Linked DNA regions of Mus musculus: all the other regions are linked to region 1. A link is a contact called in public HiChIP or PLAC-seq data. All regions are on one chromosome and are shown on one strand. Each heading gives the region's core, a stretch centred on a gene start, on an enhancer-like site or on the middle of the called end of the contact. The rest is flanking DNA. Distances are from core to core; before and after follow the strand shown.

The links. HiChIP or PLAC-seq counts read pairs in DNA pulled down with a chosen protein or histone mark.
Region 2: an H3K27ac HiChIP or PLAC-seq map of embryonic stem cells shows a contact between it and region 1, with 10 times the contacts expected there. The contact joins two enhancer-like sites. A contact is called at or near these places in 2 of 115 datasets of contacts at active chromatin or transcription factors (embryonic stem cells and large pre-B cells) and 1 of 9 other capture datasets (embryonic stem cells).
Region 3: an SMC1A HiChIP or PLAC-seq map of large pre-B cells shows a contact between it and region 1, with 7 times the contacts expected there. The contact joins two enhancer-like sites. A contact is called at or near these places in 2 of 15 datasets of contacts at CTCF or cohesin (the NIH/3T3 cell line and large pre-B cells), 3 of 115 datasets of contacts at active chromatin or transcription factors (embryonic stem cells, fibro-adipogenic progenitors and large pre-B cells) and 1 of 9 other capture datasets (embryonic stem cells).
Region 4: a contact with region 1 is called in an H3K27ac HiChIP or PLAC-seq map of large pre-B cells, with 4 times the contacts expected there. The contact joins two enhancer-like sites. A contact is called at or near these places in 1 of 15 datasets of contacts at CTCF or cohesin (the NIH/3T3 cell line) and 4 of 115 datasets of contacts at active chromatin or transcription factors (cardiomyocytes, embryonic stem cells, fibro-adipogenic progenitors and 1 more).

The regions. Positions count from the first base shown.
Region 1 is chr4:105,907,714-105,910,627 of GRCm38.p6, reverse strand. No RefSeq gene overlaps it. Among named protein-coding and RNA genes, the nearest start is that of Gm29922, 63 kb to the right of the region's middle. Within about 2 kb of position 1,442, at least 22 of the 459 cell types and tissues checked have an H3K27ac peak or open chromatin away from gene starts, as enhancers often do.
Region 2 is chr4:105,006,301-105,009,214 of GRCm38.p6, reverse strand. All of the region lies in intron 15 of Fyb2 (FYN binding protein 2), which reads right to left. Among named protein-coding and RNA genes, the nearest start is that of Gm52670, 11 kb to the left of the region's middle. Within about 2 kb of position 1,359, at least 27 of the 459 cell types and tissues checked have an H3K27ac peak or open chromatin away from gene starts, as enhancers often do.
Region 3 is chr4:105,251,404-105,254,317 of GRCm38.p6, reverse strand. No RefSeq gene overlaps it. Among named protein-coding and RNA genes, the nearest start is that of Gm40217, 66 kb to the left of the region's middle. Within about 2 kb of position 1,552, at least 19 of the 459 cell types and tissues checked have an H3K27ac peak or open chromatin away from gene starts, as enhancers often do.
Region 4 is chr4:105,284,325-105,287,238 of GRCm38.p6, reverse strand. No RefSeq gene overlaps it. Among named protein-coding and RNA genes, the nearest start is that of Gm40217, 33 kb to the left of the region's middle. Within about 2 kb of position 1,423, at least 32 of the 459 cell types and tissues checked have an H3K27ac peak or open chromatin away from gene starts, as enhancers often do.

The DNA.
Region 1 (2,914 bases), core at 193-2,692:
AGTTATGGAAACACAGGGCTGGCTTGAGGATTTGGGGAGATATTAACTGGAGAAATCAGAATTAGCTCAGATGCATTAGATGGTTGGGCTAGAATAGGCTGTGTTCTGTTTTGCAGCCATGGGACTGATGAATATGCACAGCCAAATCTGTGTGTGTGTGTGTGCGCGCGCGCGTGTGTGAGTGTGTGTGTGTGTGTACACGTGTGCGCATGCATGCTCCTATATGTGTGCATGTGTGGGTGTGTATATGTATGTGTGTGTGCACATGTGTGTGTGTGTGTATGTGGGGGGAGCATATGCACACACATGTGCATAGATGCATGTCTTCACTCTAGAATCCAGGTGAATATTGAAGGGTTTATTTGGACCTTTACCGTGTACGAATATCTCACCATTTTCCATTAAACCCTTCAGAGTTGATAATTTTCTTTCCTTTTGACACTTTATTTATCATATATTTACTAGTTACACATTTGTGGATCCCAAACTTCATATAAGTGTTTGGCAATCCTGCAAATAGATACAGTTAAAGAAACTAGTGTTCAGGGAGAGCCAGCGCCTAAGGTTGTAGAGCGAGTGAGGGGATGGTTTTCTGTGATCTGAACTTAAGTCTTTGTGTAGCTGCCCATTTGAAATGGATTCTTATTTGAGAGCCAGCTAATAAACACAGGCTCTTAGAGCCAGTCATTTGATCTACAGGGTCTACCTACCAAGTTCATGTGAGAGTTATTCACCAAGTTTCTAGCATGCAGTTTTCCAAATTTTGGGGAAGAGCCTTGTGTTTGGTTTCTCTTTCCTACCATTCAGTGAGCCTGAAGTTTTGAGAAGACAGGTGGCCTAAAACCACATACTGTGAAGCAAAACACTCTTAGGTACTGGAGGTTGAATTCCCAGCCTTAAGCTTCCTCCCTCTGGGGAGCCATGCAAATCCACAGAAAAACAGAACATAAAATAACAAGTTTATTAATGGCTGAACAAGCCCGGAAAACCACACTGCAAAGCAGAGGTTGTTGTATCCTGGATCTAGATTTGAGACTGTGAGCTCAGCTTTGCCGAGGAACATGTTTGGATTGGTGAAGCAGAACCCAAGTTCACCTAAACAACTGTAAGAACAAGGATGGCTTCCTGAGTCAGTCAAGTTAGGGAGGGATAACTGCTGGGTGTCTCTCACCAGATGCCTGTGGCAGGGAGACAGGAAATGGGCAACAGGAAGTGCTCTGTAGACAGATGTGTCGAAGATAACAGTCCACTGAAGTGTGTGTGTGTGTGTGTGTGTGTGTGTGTGTGTGTGTGAGAGAGAGAGAGAGAGAGAGAGAGAGAGAGAGAGAGAGAGAGAGAGCTCTTCCCCGTGGCATAGGAAATAGATTAGGTCATGCTACACTTCTGAGGAGTATGCCATTGCCACTAATGATCTAGCTATCAGGACTATCCAAAGGCTGTCTAACGAGGTGGACAATTGCTTTTCTTCTTCAGTTCCCGGTGGAGCTACCAAGGACAAGCATGTAGTCATAGACATTCATTCACTGTCAAGGCTGAGGTATGGGGTGAGCCATTGGTGGAGATGTATTCTTCCTCCTTTGTAGTAAGTCAAGTTCTGTATTAGCAGAAGACATGATTGCCCGGAGGCAACAGCTTCCATTCCACCAATATATATGAGAACTTATCTCACCAAGGTGACAGGCTGCTGAACAGTGTGGACCTGGCTGTCCTTTGTCCCTCTCAGAAGGAGCTGACATTCTAGTTGAAGAGATAGTCAGAAACTACCAATTAAAGAGATAAACAGAGAAAACAGTGGGGGAGTTTCAGTTAAAGGTCTAACAGAACAGAATAATGTTGGGAGAGACCATTCCATACAGCATGGCCAAGGAGAACCTCCTCTACAGACAAAACTTAAATTGTAAATTAGTGTTAAAATAGCATGAGAGCAGAGGGAGGAAATGACAACATCTCTGGCTGGGAAATTTAAGTCAGTTGAAGTGACTTTACTCATAGCCATCCAGCAGGCCATCAGCAAGCTCAGACTAAAATCTGGGGCCAGAAATGTTTCTTCTGTTTAAGGCTTTTATCTTGCTAGGGTCTTGGATCACTTCTTTTGGATCAAATGGCCTAGTGGTGGTGGGGGATAGCTGTCTTCAGAGAGTCAACCTTTACATTTTGAAAGAAGCAGCAGAGGTCAGGAAAAGAAAACACTTGTCATGCAAAAGGGCTCTTTAAAAAGACAATGCAAAATTTAAATCACACCTGTGAGTTTAAGCTTCAAGCACTTTCCCCTTTGCTGTAAGTTTGGTTACTCCACAGACTTGTGAGCCAACAGATGGACAATGATTCAGAGACTGGAAAGCACATGCTAGAAATTATCAGATACCTGATGTTTTCTCTCTCTCTCTCTCTCTCTCTCTCTCTCTCTCTCTCTCTCTCTCTCTCTCACACACACACACACACACACACACACACACACACACACTTGCACTTGCACACGTGCGCGCACACACACGGGGGGGGGGGGGAGGGAGGGAGAAATGGCCATTTCACTCATTTACCTTTAGAGAATCTCTTTCCCCACCCCCTTTCTCTGGAAATTGGAAACAAAAGTGGCTTGGTTCCGAGGTGGCGAGAGCTCCTACAGTATGCTCTTTTCTCGTCTGCCTTTTATCTCTTCCAGGGACAATCAGATGCCAGAAATGTGTCACTTCAAGCAGTCCTGCACATTTCATGAAACATCTTATTTGGATAAAACTTAAATTATTACCACACCAGTTTCTGCACACTCCCCGCACCCCGATCTTTTCCAAGAATAGCCGTAACCAAGCCTGACAAACTACTGATTTCACCAAAGCAATTGCAATGCCTGTTAGACATCAGAGCCAACTGGATGAGGCGGACCAAAATCACAGCAGTGCTTTAGAGAGATGTC
Region 2 (2,914 bases), core at 110-2,609, 900 kb after region 1:
ACTGGCTTCTCTTAGCTTCTGATGAATTACTTTCTGCTTAGAAAATCTACCTCTGAATTCCACAAATCAAACTGCACTGACTGTATGAACTGAGTAGAACTCAAAGAAACTGCATGAATTCAATTGAACTCAATGCATTCAACTGAACCACATCCAACTACACTCAACTGAACTCAACTGCATTGCCTGAACTCAACTCAATTTACCTCCACTCATTGAACTGCCCTCTACCTCTAACTCACTCTGCACTGTTCTTTAAGTGGCTTCTCTTTCCTATCTTATCTGTTCATGTGAGAGTTGGGCGTATCATATCTGACTCATTCTGTCAAATCTTACTCTGATTCATCACTTTGTCTGCCTCTCAATTAGATGTCACTTTCAAACATAACTGCTTCCTTCTACAAACTAACTTTACTTCCTCTGTTAGGGATTACAGGTGTCTAGTAAGGGCTTGTCTGTATTCCAGTCAGATCATACTGTAATCCAGGGCATGTCTACATTCTTGTTGGATCATATCTTTGGATGTGATTCCTTGCCAGAGCAGCCATGTTGCTGGATTAAAATTACTCTACATGTATAGATAAGTTCAACAGTCTAGAAAGGAGACTAAGAAGATAAAGAGGTGCTGAAGAAGGGGTGGGGCAAAAGACACATGTAACATGAAGGATGGAGGGGCTGCAGAGGAGGGTAAGGGAGTAGAGAGGAAGAAGTTTTAAGAGGGGGTGGGGACATAGAGGTTGGAAGAGGTGGGTGGAGAACACACTTCAATAGAAAATGCTGTAAATGCTATAATGGCATCAAATACTTTGTATGCTAATTTTTAAAATAATAAAATAGGAGTTGGATAGATGGCTCAGTGACTTAAGAACCATCCAGTTATCTATAGTGTTGACAAGCCTAAATACTTCAGTAACTCTGCACTAGGAAACCTTTAAACACAATAATGCATATGTTAGAAAGCTTACATTTTCATAGTTGCTATGTTTTGATTCCCTTTACATATGCAATCCTAGGAACTGAACTCTGGTCTTGGCACATGCAAGGCAAGCACTCTACCACTTAACTATATTTCAAACCTCAAACTTTGTGGCCCCGGTAGGTCTTGAACTTGCTAGTCCTGGCTTCAACCTCCATAGTAGCCAGTATTACAGACCTCTGCCACCAAGCCTGCCTTTTCTTCAGATTCTGCTCAGAGGGTCCTTCAGGATATGAAGGTTCCAGCCCCTTCCAGTCATTGAAGCTGCACCTGAGAAGGCTTTTGCGAGGCCCTAGGACTTGCTGGGGATCTTACACGCCTCTCTTTTGAAGCCTAGAAGATAGCTCTAGAAACTACTTCCTTTTCTAATGGCCTCATGTTCACTCATTTATGGTTTCTGTATGAGATCCCAGAAGGAGGAACTCTGACCCAGTCCCAGTGGATCTGCGATAAGCTCTGCACAATACCAGGCACAGAACAGGGTTTAGTGTGAGCTTGTGCATGAAATTTGAAGGGAGCTAGAGCAGGACAGCAGGTGCAGGCTGGGCAGACACCCTCTCCCATGTTTAGTTTCTTTACTAAAACAATATATCCAAGTCTTTGAAGTTTTTGAAGCAGTAGAAAGGAAGAGGAAATAGAAAATGCAGCCTCTCCCACAATGTCATTAGGGTAGAAGTAACCACAAAAGAGAAGTGAGAACCTGGAAACAGACTGTCAGGTGCTGGGACACTTGATTTAACAAAATGGCATTGCAAATTGCTGGGGAAAATAAGAGACATTTCTCTGTATAGAAGAAAACAACTGGCTGTCACTTGTTAAAATAAAACTCAATTCACACGATACTTGATGTGCCCTGGTGGTCTAGGGGTTAGGACTCAACACTCTCACCACTGAGGCTCTGATTCAATCCCTAGTCAGGGAAGAAACCCTCTTTTGAAAACAAACACAACCCCCCCAAAAAAATCTCAGTTCAGGAGGATCTAAGGGTTGAGTTTAAAAGGCAAAGCTGCAACTTTTAGAAGAGAATATAGGAGTATGTTGAGCAAGCTAGGAGAAAGTTCTCTAAAAGATATAGAAAGCAATAATAAAAAGTAATTTAAAGATACATTAAGAATTTGAATTTCTATTCTTTGGAAGACTAGAATGGAAATCAAGAATGCCATCCAACAGGTGGAGAAGATGTAGTAATAGATGACATGAGAGAGGAAAAGAGTTGTATCCAAAATGAATTGTTTTAAACCTAAGAAGGAGGAAAATACTGACACCACCACAGAAAAGCAGTCAAACGATATGATATGAGTAGAGGATCGACTGAGTGTGTGTAACTGCACTGAAGCGTGATGTGACTCGAAGTACTATGATGTGATACTATTTACAGACACCGATGTGGCAAAAATGTCTTCTTTTTGTTCTGTGTGTTCTGTGGGAACCAGGGCAAACCCCACGTGCTGGAACGGCACTTGTGAATTTGTATCTGTATTTCCTCTTCCAAGTACATGAGGATACCAGGAATCAATTCTGTGGAAGTACTGATCGCACATGCACAATCACTCAGGAACTAAATGCCTACCAAGAGAATGGATTAACGTGGCAATATGCATCCTGGAATATTAATCAAAGAGCAGGAAAAAATGAAGGAAGCATGGCAGCAAAGCAGTAGAACTGAGTACCCTTTTACAAAAGTTACAGAATTCAGTATAACAGATGAAATCATGTTTACAATGAAACAATAATTTTGTCATATATAATTTGATAATTTTTTTTTGTTTTGAACAAGAAAAGAAAAGCACAAAAGCAGAAAAGGCACTCACCCTGGAGAAAAATAGTGTGCGGGTGAGGGGTGAGCAGGTGAGCAGATGGGGGTGAGCAGGTGAAGGGCATGCAGGTGAGGGGTGAGTAGGTGAGGGGTGTGCAGGTGAGCAGATGGGGGTGTGCAGA
Region 3 (2,914 bases), core at 303-2,802, 660 kb after region 1:
CACTATGAAAACCACATCAAAAGCATCCATCACTATAAGGATTAATGAGCATTTCAGTGTCCACTTGGCTATGACTAAAATCCAGAGCCCTAGAAACTAGAGATAAGCTTTGTGTGGTGACTGCTGGCAAGCTGGAGCTGGGGTGGCAGCCTTCCACCTATTCCACCCCCTCCCCCGACTCATCAGCTCCTTCTTCACCTGTCACTCAGGCTCTCTGGCTTCATCCAGCGACAGTGGGACTCTACCTTTCACAGTGACAAGCTCAGAAAAGATGTAACACAGTAAGAAGCTCTGATGTCTACAGATTGGATCTGACTCCAATTCCTCCCCTGAGAGCAGATGAGAAGGTGTTGGGTAGACAGTTTCAATATCTGTACTTCTGGGCTCATGCTACCCTGCCTGCAAGGTTTCAACTGTCTTCAAAATGTCACCAGGTGACCTGGGAATATATCCAACCTTTGTTTCCTAGTGTTCTGTACAGCATTCTGAACCCAGTGAAGAAGGGGTTCCCCCTGTTAACTTCCTGTAGGCAGACTAGGGCCACGGAATTGCTACTCTACAATTTGTGTGTAGAAAGAACACAGTGCTTCCTAAAGGGCACGGTGGAAGGCATGGTGTCTGGCATCTGAGGTAGTTCAGTGAGGACCAGTGCCCTATTAACGAATCTTTGCCAAAAGAGCCCAGAAGCAAAGGTCGGGAGACTAGAAACAGGTGATGGCTGGACTCTCAAAAGGAAAACAGTTCAACATTGGCTGATGTCCTAAATGTTTTTAAGTAAAGAATAATAAAATATCTTTAAGAGAAGAGAGAAAAATTTACACAGAGACAACAGAGAGACAGAGACTAAGACAGGATATAGAGGGGAGGGGGAGAGGGGAGGGGGGAGGGAGAGGGGGAGGAGGAGGGAGAGGGACACACCTCTTGGAAACACCTCCTGGCAGTGAGAGAGTAGAAGACAGGAAAGCCCCAGACACTTGAGATGACTTCCCAATGACAAAGGCAGCATACTTATCTCCTGCTTGATACTCCCTCCTTCTTCTCCAGGGAGTGGGGAGCTGCTGGGCTCTGAGGGCCCCTGGTCAGCTGTTGAAGAGTGGTGCTGTCACCAAACACTGTCACCAAACAACCTCAAATCATGTTAGGCTTCAGTCCCCTCCAACTTAAAGCTGAAGAGCCGGTCCTCTAGCATAGCTTGAACTGCTCACCCCAATCAATTAAGAGCACTCCCATCATAAACCCCAAATAAGTTTGCTTGGCCTGACCTTGGCAATCTAGTTAAAGAAACATCACTCCTCTTGAAGGGATCTATCATGTTTTAATGGCTCACACCGGGGCAGAGGAATTTAGAGTTGGGCTGTACCACAGCTCTGGAATGCCAGCATTGAGAGTCCAACCTACATGACTGATGAGAAAACCAGGGGTCAGAGGGATTTGTCTCCAGATCCTGATTTTGTTATTATACTGTTTAGAAGAATCCCTAACACCAGTCTGTGCACTGCCTTCCCACCCGCGGCAGTGTTGGTGGTTGACTGCAGAGGTTCAGCAGGAGCTTGGCCAGTTTCATTTTCACTTCATATCTGATGTGTAACCAGTGACTTCATCTACCTGAGCCTCAATTAGCCTCCTTTGGGCAAGATTCTACCCTTCAGGTGATACAGTGATAGCATTTACATCTCTGAGTATCTCCAAGATAAAGGGAGACGGTACTTTTAATATTTAATAAGCCTTCCTGCCTGCCTGCCTTTTCTCCTTCCTTCCTTCCCTACTTCCTTCCCCACTCCTTTTCTTCCTAAATACTGAATAGGGACTCTGGCAATGAAAAGAAGCAAGCATGGCAAAAGGTTCTCGCTGAAAGAAAGCTAACCTCTAAATATGCTTCAAGATTTTTCTTGAGAGGACTTCTCCAGTTGTACCCCCTGATCCATTCATTTCTTTGCAGTCACAGGTCTTGCTAGTACAGATTATTAAGCACCCCCTCTTAATCAGGTTCTCAGCACCCCTGCCTGATATACAGATGTACTGTTTTGCCCCCAAGGGAACTGTAGAAAACTGCTGTAAAGGCAAGGAGGAAAACACCCACCACAAGCATGAAATATATGTAAATAATTAAAGCATTCAGAACGCAGATAGAAAAAGGGACTGTGGCTACATCAGGGGCCAGCAACGAGAGAATCAGAGGGGGAAACCCCAGGCGTAGTTCTTGATTAAAACAAACAGAAATGTTAAAAGTAAGTAAAATTTTGGTTAGGGCAAACCAATTCTGGGGGTTAAGCTCTTGGAAGACTCTCTTGTGTAGCAACTGTTGATTTACTCTAGGTTTTGGAATCAGCAAGTTTGTTGGGGAAAGATATAGTATGAAGTTGGACTGTGTGTGGGGGGGAGGGGACAAGGGAGAATTAAGGGGTGGAAAAGAAAGGAGAGAATACATAGGAAGAAATATATGGGAAGAACTGAAGTATATTGCCTCCAGTTTACACTTGTAAATCCCAGTCTGGGTTCCTTCACTGAGAATATTCCCTGAAAAAGAAAAGAGGGCAGGGGAGAAGAGAGGAAGACAGCAGCATGCAGATGGGATGAAGGAGAGGAGGTGGGCAAGGAGAGATGTAGTAGGGGATGAAGAAAAGGGAAGGGAGAAAGAAGGAAGATACTCTCAAGGATGGTAAATACCTAGAGGATGGAATGCCTGCCAAATGGGACAGAATAAGATGCAGCATCAGGATCTATAGGCAGCTGTGTCTGACTGCAATGATGTCCCTGCAATGAGTCCTCATCACCAGCTAGGCATCATGGGAGCATATATTCAAAGAGCCAAGGATCTTCCAGGTGCCCAGTGAGTCCCACCAGTCTGTAGGGTTATCTGCTCTAGATTAGCTTCTGGTACTGTTGACCACATCACCATGGACAAATCACACAC
Region 4 (2,914 bases), core at 174-2,673, 620 kb after region 1:
GTGAGACCCTGTCTCAAAGAAAAAAGAGGAAGACTGTTAAATTCAGGTCAGGGTTGGGTACAGATGAGCGGGATCTAGACACGGACACAGGCCAAGGTTCGCAGCAAGACAGTCAAGATTCTTAAGGATGGGCAGACGCGTGTGCACAGAGAAGCCAGCATGTGCGTAGGTAGGAGTCTGGAGAAGTGTATATCATGTTCCGGAAATTCTTCCCACAGAATGCTGACCCTCAGCAGAGGATCTGGTTTCTAAGCCTTTCCTGCCCCCTACTATTGTTTACTCTACACATTTGAAATCAAACAGATCTGGGCTGAGGTCCCAGCTCCACCATCTCACGGTGAGAGCTGAGGTCAGGGCTTTGTCTCGCTTCTCTCCAACATCCAGCCTGTCACCATCCCTGGCCGTTGGTGGCAAAGATTCCACAAGATGTGTGTGCAAACATCCCCAACATGGCTAGTGGCTGCACAAGAAGGGCAAGGGTGGTTTTCTATGTTGATGGTGTTTTTAGGAGATAAGTAGAAGAGGGGGAAAGAACAGGTGAGAGAGCAGCACAGGGCCTGCCAGGGAGCAGAACACACTGTTACTCCCTGGGAGCCTCTAAGGCAGGAGAAAGGTCACTCTTCGGAAAGAACAGACGTTCATGCCGTGCATGCTACATCCTGCCTCCTGTAGTTCCCCTGCCTGGCTGTGCTGGTTTGCTCTTCTGTCAAGTGAAGAAGTGACCCTCATCTGCTGCTGAGTGTTGAGGCTGTGTCGGAACTCACAGGGCTTTGAGAAGGATGACGGGGAAGCACCCTGGCCGAGTCACATGTCTGTCACTGTCTGCATAGTTGTGCCAGGCCAGGCTGCTGGGCCCCATGCTTCTTGTTCAGTGATGTCCCTGTGCCTCCTCTTGAGTTGTTTATCACTTACAGGTTTTTTTTTCCTTTTGCCTCCCATCCTTAATGTTTCCCAGAAGGCTCTCTTGAAGACACTAGTTGTCTTAGACAGGGTTTCTATTCCTGCACAAACATCATGACCAAGAAGCAAGTTGGGGAGGAAAGGGTTTAATCGGCTTACACTTCCATGCTGCTGTTCATCACCAAAGGAAGTCAGGACTGGAACTCAAGCAGGTCAGAAAGCAGAAGCTGATGCAGAGGTCATGGAGAGATATTCTTTACTGGCTTGCCTCCCCTGGCTTGCTCAGCCTGCTCGCTTATAGAACCCAAGACTACCAGCCCAGAGATGGTCCCACCCACAAGGGGCCTTCCCCACTTGATCACTAATTGAGAAAATGCCTTACAGTTGGATCTCATGGAGGCATTTCCTCAACTGAAGCTCCTGTCTCTGTGATAACTCCAGCTGTGTCAAGTTGACACAAAACTAGCCCGTACACAGTCTAGAGTGATCTCATGCCCTGGAGATGTTGTAAGACTTGGCCACATCATAGGATAGCCAGACTCTTCTACCTTCCCCTGCCCTGTTCCTTTCTCACCTCCCAGCAAGGGCTATCTGGTCTACCATTTCCCCTCTGCCATTATTCTCACAGGGAAGCCTCTGGCCCCAACCCCCCACCTACTTCAAATCTGGCCTAACTCTCATGCAACAGTCCAGGCCACCTGGATGGTGCGCTCTGCCATGATGATTTCGGTTCCTCAAATGTGCCAAGCTGTACCTTCCTTTTTCTTCGTTCTTCAGGCCTCAGTTGTGTTACTACCTCTTTGGCTTTTGCCTCCAACTCCGTTCAGGTTCAGTTCACCAATGTGTATTCCTTCTGCAGCCTGTGACTCCCCTACCCACCCCCAATTCTAGCTCAAATCATTGCTGAAATTGCTTGGTCTGTGCCTTTCTCTCCCTCTCAATGAAATGCATATAGCTCGGGCTTGTCTCTCACTTTTCAGAGTTCTACATCACCCCAGCTTAGTGTCTCCCAGGGCTGGCCTATGAATGATCTGCTCCTGCTGCTTGCATGGCTTCGACCCTGGGATCCTGACTAAGGGTGACAAGGGAATAAGGATAAGACAGACAGACACACAGAAAAGCTGGGATAGGGTAGACTGGGCTTTCCAATGAAGAAGCCACAGCACCTTAGAAGTTCAGCATGTTTGTTATATATAGTTGAACAGGGAGGCAAGTTTGTTGTCTAAAGCTGAAAATGCAGCTTTTATTGTGTACAGAATTAGGAAGGCAGGCTTAGCTGATCTCAGTAGGAGCAGTCTTCAGGCTGTGAGTATCTGGGAGGAGAAAGTGGATGTTTTCTATAAAGTCAACATTCACACTCAGACCCTGAGGCCGGCCTTATCATCCATCCCACACCAGGTGAGGGCTTTCACACTCCCTTGGGGATGCAGCATGGCCATGGCCATGCCCATGCCCACAATACACATTCTCTCCAGACTTCACATGTTCCCTACAGACTATCACAAGACCATCCTAGACTGGAGAGTTGACTCAGGGGTTAAGAGTACTGGCTGCTCTTCCAGAGGTCCTGAGTTCAAATCTCAGCACCCACATGGTGACTCACAAGGCCATGCTATTTTCAATGTGTCACCACTCACCAGCTCCTAACAGAGAATCAACAAATGTTGTCACCAACACATTGGGTCCACAATATTTCTTCATGGCTACTATGCATCTGATGATGCCTGACTCACTGGAATCAGATACCCAGAGAGCGAGGCTAGCAATCTGTGCTTGGACAAGCATGCTACACAATGCTAATACACTTTCAAGTTCAAGGACCGCGGGACCAGACAATCCCATGCCCTTAAAACAGAAAGGATGGGTAGCACAGTGCTTCCTTTAGCTCCAGAATTCTCCAGAAATACACCCAGGGCTTCCATCATGATACACATTGACTCTTTCCTCCAGCACAGATTACACTGCAGTTGGTGAGTAGACTTGGGAGGCAGGATGACTTACCAATTATCCATTT